Linked DNA regions of Zea mays: region 1 is linked to region 2. The links are chromatin contacts, called in public Hi-C maps. All regions are on one chromosome and are shown on one strand. Each heading gives the region's core, a stretch centred on a gene start, on an enhancer-like site or on the middle of the called end of the contact. The rest is flanking DNA. Distances are from core to core; before and after follow the strand shown.

Region 1 (5,787 bases), core at 161-2,660, 330 kb before region 2:
TTTTGTATAGTAGAAATACTATTTGGGCTGAGCCATTAGCAAAATTGGAACTTCAAATATTTCAGTTAGCAAATCATAAAAACCTCATATGCGCATACCTCAAATTGGGACCAGCTTTACAGGACACAGAAATGAGACCTCTGCCCCCGCCTCCTCATTGCGACCATGCTGCCTCATCTGAGTGCGCTGTTGTCGCCCCGTCCGTTCCCCAACCACACCGTGCGGAGCTCGTGAGGGAAAATATGAGCATGTCAGAGTGTTCTCATATGCTGTTGTATGCTCGAACACAACTGTCGATCTGTGTGAATGCTTGAGGTTTGCTCTTTGCAGGATCCGTGCATCTTCATTCGGCAGTAGAAACTGGGAGGGATTAGGTGCTGCTGTTCCCGACGACCTGCGTCGTCGCCACACACCTCGCCGTGTCCTCGTCCAGGCACACGCCAACGCCCACGAATCCGCCAAGAGCCACGGCGCGTGCAGACGTGCCGCCACCGCCAGCAGCGCCTACCTCCTCCACATAAAGGATGATGCTTCCTCCTCCACCGCCATCAACCCGATCCCACACGGCTCTATGCTTGTTGACGAGACCTGCGGGCTCACCGTACGTCCTTGAGGCCTCTTCCCTAGATGCCTGAGCGGCTGCCTCGGCGTCGACCATATGCTCATGGCAACCAGGCCCGCCGTGGCATACCTCGCCACGTCCTCGTCCAAGAGCGCGCCTACCTCCTCCGTTCAAGGATCTGGGTCTGAAGGAGGCCAAGGAGCTCGTAGAGAAGGCGCCCGCCGTGTTAAAGGATGGAGTTTGAAAGGACGTGGTAGAGAGTATTGCCGAGAAGATGTGGGCGGTCGGCGCGAGATTGCTCTCTGAGTGAGACGACGAGAGAAATTCCATGGGAGGGAGGAGCTTCATGGGCCTACGCGCAGGTTGGGGCCAGACGGTGGGCGTTTAGCTGGAGATGATGGACCATCTGGAAACTTCTCGTTGCATAGCGGATTGGAGAGCTGCACGGGACCGTCGAAGCGCGATCGAACGGCTGCACAACTAAAGGATGACGTGGCTTACTGAGGAGCGAGCTTTCCGTCCGCGTTTGTTATATAGAAATGCTGTCTGAGCTGAACTGAATTATGTGGGCTCAGAAGTATTAAACGTGTGATTGGTTGCTCACATAGTCTAAACGTTATCTATGGGCTTAAGTGTATATAATATGAATGTATTAAAAGAAATACTAAAATATTAATTGTTTATTATGTTAGGGCATAATAAAATTTAATTTACTAAAATATATAATACAAATCTTAATTTATTTTAAAATTACTTAATATTCATAATTATGCGCTAATGACGGCCTGTCCCGGCGACACGCTCAGAGAACCAAACGCCCTGGCCCTAAAGCACCGGATATTTTCTCTCTATCCACAAACAGGGGACAAGGAACAGGGGACAGGCACAGCCGCACAGCCGCCGCCCCTCCATCCACCTCTCCACACCATCTGACGCTGCTCCCACCGAGGTCTCCAAGGCTCACTCCTCACCAGCTTCTGCTCTCTCCCTCCTCATCTCTGCTCTGCTCTGGACCGTTAACTCTCCAGCTCCCCCTCGCTCCGTTCCCTTCCGCCCAAATCACTGGGACCACCACCGCCTTCTTCAAGATCGGCGGGCGGGCACCGGCCGGCGATGACATCCACCGTCACCACAACCGTTGGGTGCGGGGGGCTCCCCGTCCGCCCGTTGTCGACAGCGACCAGAGGACGCCCACGCAGATGCGCCGTCCGAGCCCAGGGTACGTTCGCGTCAATCCCCCAGATTTGTGGAGGACTCCAATTGATGAACTCCATTTTTTGCCCTCTCCTCACTGAAATCGGGATGAACTGACTGATATGACAATGATATCTGCTGTGGACAGCCGCGGGAGCGGATGCCTCCAATGATAAGTCAGTGGAGGTCATGCGCAAGTTCTCCGAGCAGTACGCCCGCCGCTCCAACACTTTCTTCTGCGCCGACAAGACAGTCACTGCCGTCGTCATCAAGGTCAGTACCGTCCGATAGTGCTGAACTCCGTCCTTATAAGTGATACTGCGAGCCAACATCAAAGATATCCACTTGATTGACACCGAGCTTTAGGTATATTGGCATCCTAGCACAATGTTTTTGGGTATATAAGTAGGGGGAATGGAAGCGAAGGCCGGGAATAACAATCTAGAACAGAAAGTAGCGGATTGGGTGACAACATAGGTGTCATATAAGGCTTAGAAATTAGCAAAATGTTAAGAGGGATGACAAACGCCGCCATCATTCACAGTTACAACCAGGCTAAGCCATGAATAGCACTATGTTCTTGCACTGGGGAAGAACAGAAGCTATTTCATTTTAAGGATAAAGCTGAAAGGAAGAAACAGTAATATGGATCAGAGGAAATTAATTCTCCTAGCAATGCTTCTTGGTAATGGTAATCCTCCCAGGAGCCTACAGCTCCGTATTTATAACCTGAGAGGTAACTGTGCAGAGGAGAGTCTTGACACTACTGAGATGCTAGCTTCAGTTGCTGTTTGGCACAGCCAGCTTATGTGCATCAGGTGGTTGATATATGACTCCACTTATTCATCCAAATTCCCAGTAAATATTTGTCACAAGAGAGAAATATAATTTGGAAAAAAGATAGTTTATTTTATAGCAAAAAGGTTGCTCTAAAACGTGCAAAGCACAGTTGTATTTAAGCCTTTAAGGGCACCACCAGGTTGAGGACGGTGGTAATGCTGAACAATTCCTTTTCCTCTCTTGGTCCCAACCCAAAACACACATTTTGTGGGGCAGTGGGTCCGTGACTCGTAGGTGGATCTATTTAGAAGTTTAGGGTTAAGTATTTTAGTTTCAGTGCCATTCTAGGAATTGAGGGAACAAATACGTTACAATTATAAATCAGCAAGCTTATATCTAAGCACATGAGTATGTTTAATGCAAGTGCTCTACCCTGGTTTTCTCAGAGCAACCATCATCTTTTCTTGATGATAGGTATATATAGGAATTCTGTAATTCGTTCGTGTTGATTAACCACAAATGAAATTACTTATTGTGTCTTCAGCATTGTGGGTATGACCTACACCTTGTTTGCAGGGACTTGCTGATCACAGGGATACTCTTGGAGCTCCTCTATGCCCTTGTAGGTAATTTATCTTATGTTTTCCTTGCAACTGTTCATTCATTATTTATACATGGTGCAACTATTTTTCTTTCCTAAACTTTTTGTAAATCTGACCAGGCATTATGATGACAAAGCTGCGGAGGTAGCACAAGGATTTTGGAATTGCCCATGCGTCCCCATGCGTGAGAGGTATGTTTATGAACTACACTTCCAGCTATTTTTTCTATGATGTGGGTCATGTGGCAGCAATATTATGTTCAAAGTCATATAGTTTTGTGCTTGTTCATCTTAATTGAGCGACCACATGCCTTTTAGTAGGGGTGAAAACGGTCGGAAACGATCGGTAAATGAAAGTTTGGTACGAAAAATACACTGGTTGCGGTCGGAATGTAAAATACGATCGGTAAAAACCGTAACATGTACCCTCAATTGACTTCAAAAATTCACATGACATACATCCACATAAAAATTAGTAATAATATATAAATATTCATAAATTCATGAAAGATTAAACGATATCTCACAAAGTATTAAAGCAATATCTCATAAATACAAGTGCATATATATAGTTAGAAAGTCATAGCACAATACCTTATGAAAAGAAACTATCTGATTGAAAATACATTTATAACCATAAAAAATCATAAAACAACACAACACGTCAAACTATGGAGCATAGAACTAGCCATATAATTTGACCCCTCATAATATAAAGAACAATTTACAAGACATTTTAATATAAGGTAGGAGGTCACAATAAATAAAAGACAATGTCATACAATAATAAAATTATTATCATGTATTTAAATAAAACAACCGTAAGTCTAGTAGCATATGACTATAGAATCAAGATGTGTATAATGACATGTCATTTGCATTCTAATTGTACTCCTACTAATTCGCATAGTCAATATAATTGGTGTCCTCCTGGCCCTTCTCGGGTTCTCGTGCAAATTATGAATTTATATATCAAGAGTAATAATTGATAAGAAAACTTAAATAAGATATATAAAAGTTTCAAACAACTCTAAACTATATACCATTAGATAGATATTGATTTTACCAAAATAATAAAATTAGTTTCATATTTTTCTAAGTTAAGATGAATTTATTATGCATTTATAGAGATCAGTTCAGATTTAATATTTTTCTGAAAAAATACTGAATTCGTTAACGACGGTAAAATACCGAATAAAAATGGTAATTTTCGGAAACGGTCGGAAGAGACCCAAACCGTTTCTGTTTTTTTCTAACGATTTCGTTTCCGTATTTTCAGTAACTGTTTCCATTTCCATTTAGCCCTGAATTTCGATAAAATTTCGAAAACAATTTTCGGTATCCGAAAATTACCGTTTCCGTTTTCACCCCTACCTTTTAGTTTTTGTTCGGCTTAGGGTCTGTCTGAATCCCTCCGGATTCTGCAATTTGGATAAAAATCCATAGAGCTTCCAAATAGAGAGGATAACGAACGGGTTGAAAAAAAATCTGAGCACAAGATTCTGGCAATCTCATAATCCGCTAAAAGGTAGATAACGTGGGATACTTCTTTCCCAGACATGAAAATACAGTCTTGCCCCACCTTATCCTGTTCACCAGTCATTGTCAGCATGCAACCTTGATCCGTCCCCAGAGGTGGCGACTCGAGCATATGCAGCGCCACCACCCCTAGGCCCTAGCTACCCAGGGCCCAGGCAGAGCCAGCCATTGTCACCACTACAGCATGGCCTCCGCGGCGTTTCTGTTGTTCTCCTACTTCATGAACACCCTGTCTTAACGGTCCTGCCACTGGCCAGCCTCCCGCGCCGGGCCACCGCTGGTCTGCCCCTAGCTCCTGCATGAACGGCGCTGCCAGGCTGCTGATGTTGCTGCTTTGCTTGTCTCACGCGAACACCCTGCCTGAATGGCGCCTATCTGTTGTAATTCTATTGTATTTAGTCAAATACCATATATATTTTTTTTGTAGAGTATAAAGGTTCCTCTTACAAGATAATATTCACGGCATTATGGACAATATACCCATTATAACACCCATAAGCCCTAACTAAAATCTTGGGATTCAAAAATCATAGATTTTTCTTATCTAAAATCTGGACTGTAAAATTCCTATAGAGAATCCTGATTCCCAAGGATTCAGACAGGACCTTAGTCCTCTGATCATCATATGTCAAGAGCATAGGTCTGAATCAGACCTCACAATCCTGAATCATAGATTTGGTATGCTTTTGTCTGTGTTGCTGCTTCTACTTCTATCTGTATCTAAATGTTGTATTTTCGTTTTATCAATGGAAATGATGAATCTTCTGTTCGAGAAAACAATATATTAATGTGCCTGTACTGTTGCAAAACAGGCTGATGTTCTTTTTCACTTGCGGTATCATATGAATAATTGGCCAGCTAGCTATCTCTGTTCCAACCCCACAGCATATGAAGGCATATTCCATGCAAAACTGCAACTCCAACCTGCCAATGTATCCATTTTTTGACAAAAGATTTGTTAGATAATTTGGGGGATTTAATTTCTACTTTTCTTCTCTTGAAAGGAAAATCATAAGCAACAAACAGTATGCCTGGAAGAATCGTTTCTTACTTGAGTGATCTACTTACTGCAGGAAGGAATGCCACTGTATGCTTTTTCTTACTCCCGATA
Region 2 (6,073 bases), core at 134-2,633:
TCGTCACCGACGAAGATGATCTGAGCATCTAGCGTACAACGACGACACCTTCTCCTTTTTGATGCTTCATCCTTGGAGCAAGGACAAGGAATGCCAGACACAAACCGAGGATGGGTGAGGTGACAACAGAGATCGAGGATAGCCAAACAACGGGAAAAAATGAAAGAAACGATGTGCCTTTCATGTGTGCGAGTTAGGAACCAAGCAACACAAAGTTGAGCTGCTACTTTTGAAGGTGTGAGGTAGGTGAAGCTCATGCACTAATTCATGAGTTTGTGGCATGGCGCTAATGGTTACCATCTTAAATCGTGGTCAAGACGGTTGTAATAGACATGGTTTGATACACGAACTGGATATCATAAGGTAAAATAGGGTGGTTGGAGCGGTGTCTTTAGAAGATGCTTCATGGCGCGTAAACAACAGAGTGAACTCGATTGACTATTGAGGAGGACACCTGCTGCAGCTAGATCTAGATAGAGTACTGAAGAGGTCATAACCGTCTATGGAAGCACGAAGGGGCAGAGCGGTGAGCCACCACAGACGGTGAGTGCAAGCGCCTAATAGGAGTGGGGGGGCTTATGGAAGCGCAAAGAACCAGAGCCATCGCCGGACGCGGACACTAAAATGAGGCGAGGACCTGCACCTGCTACAACCAGATATGACATGGTGCTTGATTCCATAAGCATTGGCGATTGGTGGGGTCACCACTGACGGGGATATAATTCTCAATCTATTATGAATGTATTGGTTGCCTGCATATGCCATTGACCATGTTCACCGAATGCAATCTCCACGTGTTTGGTTGCGTGGCCAGCCTCTGCAGATGCAAAAATTATCTCTAGGCCTAGCTCCCAAGATAAACAAAAAAATGAGCGTTTCTCTATAGTGAGGCTCTATTGGTACAACCATTAGTCTTTCTCAATGATGGATTAATATGTATTTATTGTCTATTATAAATTATTATAATTTGTTTAAAGGCGACTACAACTTAATACACGATATGGTAAAATTATATACTATTTACAACATGATTACATCAAAATATAATAAACTTTAATACTCCCTCCGTTTCTTTTTATTAGTCGCTGGATAGTACAAAATTGCACTATCCAGCGACTAATAAAAAGAAACGGAGGGAGTAGAATTTAAGCTTAGCATCTCTATGGAACAGTTGAGATAACCAACCTAGACGTTAACCAGGCACCAGGTTCGACCAGGATGACAATTAACGCGCCCAAACCTAGACGTTAGCCAACCTAGACGTTAACGCGCCCAAAGCTCACGAGTGTGACACCTGACTCAAAGAGCAAGCTCAATTTTCCCCTTCCCTTGGAAAACCACGCACCCACCGAGCCCGGCCGCCCCCAACCACTCCGACCAAACCAAAACCCAGACCCACTCTCCCCCGAAACCCAGGGCCTCGTGTCGTTTGATGCGATTCCGGCGGCGATCGCGAGCGCCTCCACCACCACCCGCTCCCCCGTCCTAGCGCGCGTTTGGGCGATCTCCCCTCTCGCGGCGGGCATGGCTGGCGGCGGCGGCGGGGCACGCGGCTCCGACAGGGCGGGGGCGGCGCGCTCTCCCACAACCACCACGGCGATACAGTCGACCATCCAATCGATCAAGGAGGTCGTCGTCGGCCACTCCGACGCCGACATCTTGGACACCCTCCGCGAATCCAACATGGACCCCAACGAGACGGCGCAGAAGCTGCTCAACCAAGGTCCCCTTGCATCTTCCCTATTCTCCCGATCTGGGTCGCCTCGACTCGGTCGATCTCGTACCGTTCTGGGAGCTAGGGTTTTGTGGGCTCTCGCCTAGCGCATTGGGTCGGCTCTGCTGCTGCACCCGTGCCGGCGCAGGGGATCGCCGCGTCGGGTCTAGGGTTTTCGAGCTATGGATATTTGGGGTGGCTCTGCTAGGGTGGGTCACCGTTTAATGGTTATTATCGATATTGATTAATGATACTATCACGAGGTTCGTGATTTTGATTAGCCAATGATGTCCATATATATCAATGATATTCTTGCAGGGTCAAATTGTTAACATTTGTCCGGGCTACTTGTATTTTCGTGTTCTATTCTATGTTGTAAATTTGTAAAAGGCAGTGCTTACTATTGCTTGCAGCACGTGGGTTCTAACTATCTCTTTATGATCAGCTTGATGCCATTGTTTGCAATATATATTGCCTTACTAGTAAATCTTCTCATGTTTTCTTTGTGATTGTAATTCGTCATTGTTTGTACCTTTTGTACTTGCAGATCCATTTCATGAAGTAAAAAGAAAAAGGGACAAGAAGAAGGAGGTATACATTTTCTGTTTGGGTACATTTTCAGTGAACGATGAATGATTAAATCTAGAGTTGTTTCTTTTTATTTATAGCATACTTATACATATTCTTCTTGCAATGTTAAGCTTTTTGTGATGTTCTGAAACAATCTAAAGCAAAAAGGAACGTTTGGAGTTCTATGTCCTTAAATTGCGTATAGTCACTCAATAGGCTAGCAAAAGAAAACCTGGCCTCCAAATTCCAAATACTAGATGCAAGTTTGACTCAGGACAAAGCTAAAACAACTTACAATTTGGAACTGAGGGAGTAGGAGTAGACACGCACACTGCTTCTGCACAAGACATGCATTCCACAACATTTTATTTGCTCTTATGTGTTCCTCTCACTTTTTTCCTTGTCATCCCCTGACCCTACCTTGTGTGCGAGCTTCTGGCATTGGGTGTGAAGAAACGAAATAAAAGCTAAAACAACTTACAATTTGGAACTGAGGGAGTAGGAGTAGACACACACACTGCTTCTGCACAAGACATGCATTCCACAACACTTTATTTGCTCTTATGTGTTCCTATGTCTCACTTTTTTCCTTGTCATCCCCTGACCCTACCTTGTGTGCGAGCTTCTGGAATTGGGTGTGAAGAAACGAAATTAATTCTCTATCAATTGAGGAAACATGTTAGGTTTATTGGTTCTTTGTTGAAGTGTGTAATGCATGTTATGAAGCTTCTGTAATGCTGAAAATCATACATTGCTATTCTTTTATTTCGTTGCACTGAAAAAACTATTGCATTGTTAGAGTGCTGGCCAGAAGAGCTTTGCTGATAGCACTGCACAAGTTGAGCAAAACTCACAATGGATGAAGCCACATACACAAAAGATGGAAAATGATCAAAGAACTCCCAAGCAGGGTCAGATGTCAGGTAACATAATTGAGGGCCACCATCTGTAATTCTGATCTTATGTAGATATGCTTCTAGACAATGATGAAATATATAGCTTCCTGTTTTCCATGGCAACATTGTTTGTCTCCAGCTTTCTTGTCTTTGTTCTTGGCTTCCCATGACATACTATAAGCTTCTGCAGTTTTCACATATTGTGTGACATATGTGCAATATTTTGGTTGTGTAACTAGCAGTTTCCACCTGATTGTTAACTGATTGCTTGATGTAGGCCCTACTCGTGAATTTCGGGTTGTGAGGGACAACAGATTTCAACATGGTGTGGTGGAGAACAGACCAGAATTAGGACACAAAGGTTCAGCAAATGTACAAATGTCTGATAGGAGGTATTGTTTGTGACAAATTCTGCCACTGCTCTTACTGTACCATGCATTCATTTGTATGTCAAACAATCTTGTCATCATTTTGTAGTTCTGGTTAAGTTGTATTCTGAGTATAATGCAGCTATCAAGCACTTATTCAACTTCCTAATATTCTGTATAGCTAAGGTTATCTCATCGAGTGTAGGCATCACATCGCCTCCTCTATCAAACTCTAAGGCGCTGTTTGGGACAGCTCCAGCTCTAGAAAATTTGGTGGAGTTAGTGAAGCAGGTCATTAGGTGCTCTAGAAAATCGTGGAGCTGGAGTTGTAAGCCTTTAGAAGACATTTAGATAAGTCTTTTTGTTTATTATTTAGATTAAAAATATTTTTTAAAACTACTTAGATTGATATTAAAAATACAGCTCCATACTGGAGCTGGACCCTAGAGCCATCCCAAACACCCCCTAATTTAATAATGTAAAAATGATTAAATGCTCTAGGTTTGATGTTTCTTTGTTCCGTGCCTATGGTACACGAACAAATCCTATGAAATTGCAGGGTACATTTGTTGAGGTAAATGTTCCATGCATGCAGGTAGCTGCATTGACTGAATTCTGTGTTTTCTACGACTTTAGTTTTATATATGTTTGCTATGGCCATTTTGTTGTTCATTTGCAGCTAGGTTCCAGAGCTGTAATACACTGATCAAATGTCTAAAATACAATTATGAAAGTTGCTATCTTCAAATTTTTGTCAATTGTTTTGCATGAACATCTTATTATAATCAAACTAATACTTTCCTTACTGGATTGTCTATGTTCAGTACTCTTGTTCAGTCTGGTCGAAACCGCTCACCTGCTACAACCTCAGGTGACCAGATCACACATCAAAATGCTATGCAGAACTCCAACTCTGACACAACCCAAGGGAAGAGGGATGCTCAAGGTACTACAGAGAAGCATGTGAAGCCATATTTGAAGAACCCTCAGAATGAGCAGCACTTTCCAGGTTCTGACCCAGCTCATGGGTCAGCCAATGTTAGAATTGCCGGTGGAACTGTTGGACCTGCTCAACGTCATGTTGGAGTTGTTAATTCTACTAGGCAATTTGCTGCCCGTTCGGGTTCTCAGATGCATGCACCAAGTGGTTCTTATGCAAATATTCAGAGGGGGAGTTTTACCTCAGTAGGGGCATCTGGGCGTTACTCAGCTTTCATGTCTAGAAACATTCAACAAAACCAGAGACCTGATACAATGTTTCGTGGAAGGCCCACTGTTAGATCTTTTGTTGCACAAAACACCAACAGATATCACCAGGGTTCTACTAGCAACCAAAAAGGTATCATCTGGCAGTGATGTCTAAGCTTTATTTTTTTGTCATCAGAAGAGTTCATATCAAAATGTTAGTTTTTGTCAGCAGCAACTCTGTAAGGGCATGTTCAGTTAATCCCAGGGGATTGGAGGGCATTGAGGTGGATTCAATTCCCTACAAGTCAAAATCCTCCTCAGCCCCCTTCAATCCTCTCCAATCCTCTTGGATTGGGGATCAACCAAACAAACCCTAATGGTTTTTGTGAAAAATATATATAATTTAGATTGTGCTTTATATCTTTTATAAGTTTGAAAGCAAACATGCCGAAGATATTTTGACATAATTATTTCTCTAAGTGGTTTTAATCAATTTTAGAACTGGGTGTAGTGCCTACTGTGTTCCAGGAATCGACATATTGTGCTTTTTTTGTGTTTCCATGTACATTCGTCTCCACCTTGTGTTGTGGGGGTTTCAGCCCTGGGCAATTCCTTTCCCCCTCCCCTTATATATAAAAAATGGTGGACCTCATGTTTAACTTCATTTTAACTGTATGTTACTTTTTGCTTTAACTGTATGTTACTTTTTGCTTTGTATGAAGATCTATATAGCTACCCTAAGATTTATTCTCATGTGACTATTCACTGAAATACTTGTTAATTGGCAAAATGGATTTGCAACTTAGAATGCACTTTCTGGAAATGTTCTGTGTTACCACAGAATTGCTGAGTTTAAAAAATTATATTTGCCACTTGATGTCTGGCTTTGTAGTTTTTCTTTATTCATTATATATTAGGTAAACAATCTGATAAAATTACATTTTATCTTCAGCAGTACACCCTATTAAGGAGTGGAAGCCAAAATCGACAAAGAAGTCACCGACCATTGATGCAGATAACAGTATAGCTGATGCTACATCTCCTTCAGCTAGCAACTGTGAAAGTGCCAACACACTGAATGTAAACGAATTGCCTGAAAAAATTTCACAAACTAACTTGCATGAGGTGGAGCATGTTATTATTCCGGAACATCTTCGTGTGCCAGAATATGAGCAGACCAAGTTAAGGTTTGGCAGTTTCACATCTGGTTTGGATTCGGAACAAGTATCTGCCTCGACCCCACAAGACACTGAGCAACCAGAACAGTTAGGTGGACCTTTCCCAATTCTTTTAATAAAAAACAGATAAACTTGTGGCAATCGTCATTGCGTCAGGAA

What was found. Hi-C and Micro-C count contacts between places; a contact is called where the count stands out from the background.
Region 1: a Hi-C map of ear shows a contact between it and region 2, with 2.0 times the contacts expected there. The contact joins the promoter of LOC542532 here to the promoter of LOC100501220 in region 2. A contact is called at or near these places in 2 of 25 Hi-C or Micro-C datasets (ear and tassel).

What each region holds. Positions count from the first base shown.
Region 1 is chr9:11,324,806-11,330,592 of Zm-B73-REFERENCE-NAM-5.0, reverse strand. It overlaps LOC542532 (ferredoxin-thioredoxin 1), which reads left to right and starts at 1,410. Exons shown (of 6, transcript NM_001305869.1): 1 at 1,410-1,781; 2 at 1,905-2,029; 3 at 3,113-3,162; 4 at 3,258-3,329; 5 at 5,750-5,787. The coding sequence starts at 1,676.
Region 2 is chr9:10,991,763-10,997,835 of Zm-B73-REFERENCE-NAM-5.0, reverse strand. It overlaps LOC100501220, which reads left to right and starts at 1,383. Exons shown (of 11, transcript NM_001362590.1): 1 at 1,383-1,723; 2 at 2,262-2,305; 3 at 3,084-3,207; 4 at 3,458-3,572; 5 at 4,373-4,887; 6 at 5,689-6,001. The coding sequence starts at 1,525.